Regions from separate parts of the Triticum aestivum genome. Here region 1 is linked to region 2. The links are chromatin contacts, called in public Hi-C maps. All regions are on one chromosome and are shown on one strand. Each heading gives the region's core, a stretch centred on a gene start, on an enhancer-like site or on the middle of the called end of the contact. The rest is flanking DNA. Distances are from core to core; before and after follow the strand shown. Region 1 holds the start of LOC123139218 (probable protein phosphatase 2C 27). Region 2 has its middle 64 kb from the start of LOC123139217.

Region 1 (2,854 bases), core at 52-2,551, 270 kb after region 2:
CCATTGTTTCGCTTTGATACACGATACACATGCTTGTACATATTTTAAAAGTATATACTTTCTTCTACAAGAACCTAGAGATAGTTCTCACATCCTGGACGACACCCACGAAAGGATTACGACTCCACGCTCATCCTCATCCATTCAGGGATTTTTGTTTCTTCACACCGAACGTTATTCGGGAGATTTGGAAGCATCGAAACGACACCGTCTGCCATAACATCTCCCACTGAAGCTTGTGCCCCTAGCCGAGTGCTCGAGGAGGGCAATGCTCGGCGCACAGCTGTCATGTTACGTACACGTTGATCTGCGAGGCTTCTTTTGAGGAGTTGTTTGTTTGGAGGGTTGTCGCGAGTAGCTTCTTTTAGTCTGGTGGACGGTTGGTGGCAGCGTTTGCTAATGCGATGTTGTAGTGTGGACGGCTTACATACCATTCTTTCGCTTTGATACACGATACACATGCTTATGCATGTTTTAGAAGTATACTTTCTTCTACAAGAATCGAGAGATAGCTCTCACATCGTGGACGACACCCACGAAAGGATTACGATTCCACCACGTTCATCCTCATCCATTCAGGGATTTTTGTTTCTTCGCACCGAACGTTAGTTGGCACATTTGGAAGCATCGAAACGACACCGTCTGCAACAATGCATCTCCTCTCGAAGCCCACGTTCCCATTCAAGTGCCGAGGAAGGCAATGCCTCGTGCACGGCGGGCATGCTATGCGGTGATATGCGGGGCTTCTTTACAACGTTGTTTGTTGGAGGGTTTGTCGAGTAGCTACTTTTAGTCCGGTGGCCGCTTGGTGGCAGCGTTCGTAATGCGACCGTGCAGCGTGGACGGCTTTTATACTCTTTTCATCTTTAATATACGTTTGCAGTATTATGTATGACACACATATGTAAATATATCTTTCTTCTAATATGGTAATTCTCATATAGGTGAGAATTAACCAAGTTCCATCTAACCCCTGCACCCATTTCACTTTACAAGAAAACCATGGATAGTTCCACGAGAAAACCATACGCTCCAACCAATCATCTTCTCTAGATAAAGAAAAAACGGGCACGGTAAACATGCATGTTTTCTTCTTCTTTTGGACAGCATGAGCGTGCCAAACATTTTTCCCCACCGAGTGAAAAACGAGCTCCACGGGATAACAGAACGTCAAAAAATAAATAGAAACAAGATGCCGAAAAGAGAAGGAAAAAGAAAAAAAAACTCATGGCCCACCGGGGGCTCTAACCAGCACGTGTTCCCCCCGGCCTCTCCCTCGAATAAATACCCCCTCTATCCTCCGTCTCCGTAACGAAGCAAACCAGCTCGGAAACAGAGCAGAGAGAGAGAGAGAGAAACCAGCAGCGAATCCCACACAGGATCCGCCTTCCCTTCCTTTTCCTACCCCCGATCGAAACAGAGAGCTAGCTAGAGAGATAGATATTCCCGCGAATCTTCTGCTCCGATTCCAAGCCCGTCCCGGTCTCGGTCCCGTCCCACGCCCCCTCCCTCCGCCTTCAATCCTTCTTCATCGGTACCAGAGCACCCCTGCGGCGGCGGCAGTTCGAGTCGAATCGCTCCTCCTCCTTCGTCTTCGTCAGGCATGTGCGTGGAGGGATTCGAGGACGCGCAGATCGAGAGGCCGGCAGATTTCGCGGTGGGTAACCCCCTCCCCTCCCCTGTTCCACGCCCATTCGATTTGACTCTGTTTTTCTTTCGATGTTCTTGTTCCTGTGTGGATTTCGCTGGCTGAATCCGGTGGTTTTCCTTTCCGCCGCGAGAAGATGGGGTCGAAATAGATGTCTTTCTTTCTCCTTTCGTCTTTGATTCGTGCGCGTTAGTTGCTGCTTCGGTCTGGACGGTCGATTAGTCGAGGAGAAGAAGAAGAAAAACACTAGTGGGTTGGTTGCTTCGTGCACACACTTTGCGTGCTGCTTGAATGCTTCCGTTTCTCCCCTTCCCTTCCCCTGAAACCCAGAGCCAAGTATATAGTAGTAGCACAGATTATTTGGCACTAGTTTACTTATTGCAGCTGGAATTAATGAACCACTCCCATTATCTTATCTTTTATTAGCAAGAATACTACTACTATTATTATTATTAGCAAGAATATATTACTGTATTATTATTATATCTCCCCTTGTGTGGAAGGTGTGAACAGAGGGATATGCCTTGAATTGTTCGGCGGCCGAGAAGTTTCTACTACTACTAGCTGGGATTAAGCCAGCCGGGGCGGCGTGCCGCAAAAGCGAAATCTTTTTTGTTGTCCTGGCTCGGCGGATGTCATGCCCCATGTCTGCTTCCGCATGTGCATTGTTGTTCTCATGCGGTGCTTCTGATCCTGCGATGAAAATCGTCATGTCGGATTTCCAGTTGACGTGGTTGCTCCATATCCTCTCGTCTTCTGCCGCAGAGATATCTCCGTCTGACAAGGAAAGATATTTGCATCTGAAAGTTAGGACAAACTGTAACTGTTCATAAAAATCAACGTCTGCAAAGTTCACAACTAGCAGTGCTCTGCTTTCTTTATTTCTCTCACTAATTGAGGTTAAATTATACTAACACCAAAGAGGGCTGGGTGTCCTTTATATGTTTTAAATAAGTGCTGGAGAAACATTTTTGGTTCAACAAATGGTAATCATCCATCATCATCATCTGTGTTCTTTAGTCTTTACATGTAGAAGAGTCAGCGCCGGTAAAGTTCAGATAGTGCTGTACCCCTTTCTGCATTGAGGCCAAGGAAAAGCTGGCCTTTTTCGTGCTGTCAAGCCTCCGGGGACGACACGTCCTTGGCAATTTCCTAGTGATCTATGTGCCTTTATAGGTCTGAATTACATAATCATGGGGTAGCTTT
Region 2 (2,898 bases), core at 172-2,671:
TTTCGGAAAAAATTGGGGGCGAGACGTTACAAAAAAGGCTAGAACTGTTGTTTATAAGTATTGACGGGGAAACTGACCGGTTGGGCCTGCCTGTCGGGTGCCGACGTGGCATGTTTTTTGTAGAAAACATGTTTTTTGTAGAAAACCCCCTTTCTTTGTACGTAATCACATAAATGCCCAATTATTTTCGGAAAAAATTGCTCCTATAAGGGTCTTTTTTTTCGTTCGTAACATTCACCATCGATTTGGACTCGTTTGAATATTTGCGTCGGTTTAAACGAATAAATAAAACAAAACAAAACTGAATGCAGCGCAGGATTCGAACCGCCGACCCGTGGCTCAGCAGCGCAGTGCGCTAGCCACTCGGCCACGGCAGCGCTCGCGACGTACTCCAGGCTAGACCGTTTTTATACTAGCCCAAAGACGTTGGGCCGGCGGTTGGCCCAGCGAGGCTGCACACTGGTTTACTGTTTTTTTTAATCATGAATATTAATACATATATTTTTTGCGATTACATATTAGTATTATTAAGGAGCTAAATATTTCAACATATATTACAAAAATATTCAATTTGCATTCAAAATATGTTCAACGTTCATATTATAAGAAAAATGTTCACCGTTTCTAAAGAAAAGTTCATCATGCATTAAAAATGTTCAGTATAAAATAAGAAATTATGTAATCAGTTTGACAAACTTTTTTTGAAATCCGATGAACTTTTTTTCATATCTGATGAACTTCTCCAAACTTGATGAACTTTTTTTGAAATCCGTTGAACTATTTTTTCAAATCTGATGTTTTTTTTCAAAATTGATGATTTTTTTCAGATTCGATGAACTTTTTTTCAGATTCGATGAAGCTTTTCCAGTTTTAATGAACTTTTCTCAAATTTGATGAACATTTTTTAGATGCGATGAACTTTCTTAAAATTTGATGAACTTTTAAAAAAACCAATGATTTTTTTTTCAAATTTTTAATTTTTTTTTTCAAAAGGTGCACCTATTTAGCAAAAAAGGAAAGAAAGAAGGCGAACAAAACCGTTACATAAAAAGAGAAAAAAAGATTAAAAAAACAGTTTGCGAAAGGGTCTGAGGTTCGCGAGCTGCAGAAAGAATAAAAGGAAGCCGACGAAGATGATAAGCATGTGTCTTGCCATGGCGTAGTGGTTGGCGCACCCGGAATTGGTTCGTGAGGTCTAGTGTTCAAGTCTTGTTACCTGCGTATAATTTTTGCAGTTTCTGGCAGAAAGGGAAAAACAAATGGGCCGGCCTAACAGCGCCGACTAGGAGCTCCCATGAATGAGCCGCAACACGCGCGCCAGGTAAGTGTGAAACGAAAAAAAAAATTGCAGGCCTGGGTGGGCCGGCCCAGCGTTCCTGAGCTAGTATAAAAAGAGCTTCGCCTGCTTTCTGTCGCGAGCGATGCTCTGGCGGGGTGGCTAGCACGCGTCGCTGCGGAAAAGCAGGTCGGCGGTTCGAATCCTGGGCGGGATTTAATTTTCGTTTCTTTTATTTGTTCGTTCAAACCGACGCAAAATTTCAAACGAGTCCAAATCGATGGTGGAAATTACTAACGAAAAAAAAAGGCTCTTATAGGAGCATTTTTTCCCGAAATAATTGGGCATCTATGGGATTAAGTATAAAGCAAGGGGGTTTTCTGTAAAAAAGATGCCACGTCAGCACCTGACAGACGGGTCCAACTGGTCATTTTTCCCGTCAATACGTATAAACATCAGTTTTGGCCTTTTTTGCAACGTCTCGCCTCAAAGTTGGTATTGACATGTAAAATTTATCAATCTTGGTACTAATCTGCTTTCAATGCCCGAATTGTGGTACTTCCGTGTAATTTACTCAAACTAGCGCCTGGGCGCATTAACTACGGCCACAGTAAGCGGAACAGCTGATGTGGCCACGACTCAGTCAGTATCCTGCGCCACCCTGATCCGGCTCGGTCGAACGGCCGCATTAACGACTACGCCCACGTCTCAGTCATTATTCTGCTGTGGGCCATCACTCGCTTTCCTTTTTGAGGGAAATCACTCGCATTCAAAGCCCGTGTTAACGTGCTGGCACATCAGGCGTGTCATGTACACATCGTTTTTTTTTTTGAAATCATCATGCGAGCCTGGGTGTGCGCATAGATATTTCCACGTCACCAGAATGACAGCGACGATTGTCTTTTTTTAAAACAAGATGACACCGATGATTGTTGTTCCCGTTCCTGTGCGACATGCTAGCAAATCAAGCGAGTTAACATAAGATCATACGATCAAATCAGAGTAGTTAGCATAATTAACTCACTCTCGGTTACAGCAACTTTTTCCAACATTTAAAGGAGACCGACGAAACACAAACAACCTCAATAAGGAACAACAGACTTGTACAAATGGTAATTTCAGCTAAGCAGAGTACAGAACATCCACCGGAGGCATCATTTAGCGGATCCTTGGCTTCTTACACGGGTTGCTGCTAACTTCATCATCATCCATCTCCACCAGCGCACCAGCCATTGCATGGTGACTTATCCGTGACCACGCATCACCAGGGCCACATTGCAGCTCTGATTTTTCAACGATCAGCAGCACAGTGGGTCATTCTCGTCGTAACCCTCCATCGGCACCTCGTCAGTCACCGAGTCAGCACCATCAACTCCATCCATGGCGACCAAGCTCCCAGTGCCAGCAACATCGAGAAAAACAACCTCAGGCACGAAGCAATGGTTTCGGGGAAGAAACAGATATAGAGAGCAGCGAGGGTGGAGGGCAGGAAGCAACGTTTATGGAGGAAGGAAAGGCTGGAGGGAGGCCTGCGAGTTGGCAGGGGCGTGTTTTGCGGGTGCAGTAGCAACAAATTAGCGATCCAAAGCAATTAATCTGTCATGTCTCCGGCTGACTGCACA

The links. A called contact is a pair of places that touch in the nucleus more often than the background predicts.
Region 1: a contact with region 2 is called in a Hi-C map of leaf, with 4 times the contacts expected there. The contact joins the promoter of LOC123139218 here to the enhancer-like site in region 2. A contact is called at or near these places in 2 of 5 Hi-C or Micro-C datasets (both in leaf).

The regions. Positions count from the first base shown.
Region 1 is chr6B:683,007,599-683,010,452 of IWGSC CS RefSeq v2.1, forward strand. LOC123139218 (probable protein phosphatase 2C 27) reads left to right here and starts at 1,302. Exons shown (of 4, transcript XM_044559018.1): 1 at 1,302-1,657. The coding sequence starts at 1,604.
Region 2 is chr6B:682,736,955-682,739,852 of IWGSC CS RefSeq v2.1, forward strand. No RefSeq gene overlaps it. Among protein-coding and RNA genes, the nearest start is that of LOC123139217, 64 kb to the left of the region's middle. Within about 2 kb of position 1,422, at least 7 of the 8 cell types and tissues checked have an H3K27ac peak or open chromatin away from gene starts, as enhancers often do. A contact at or near this core is called in leaf, where this site is marked.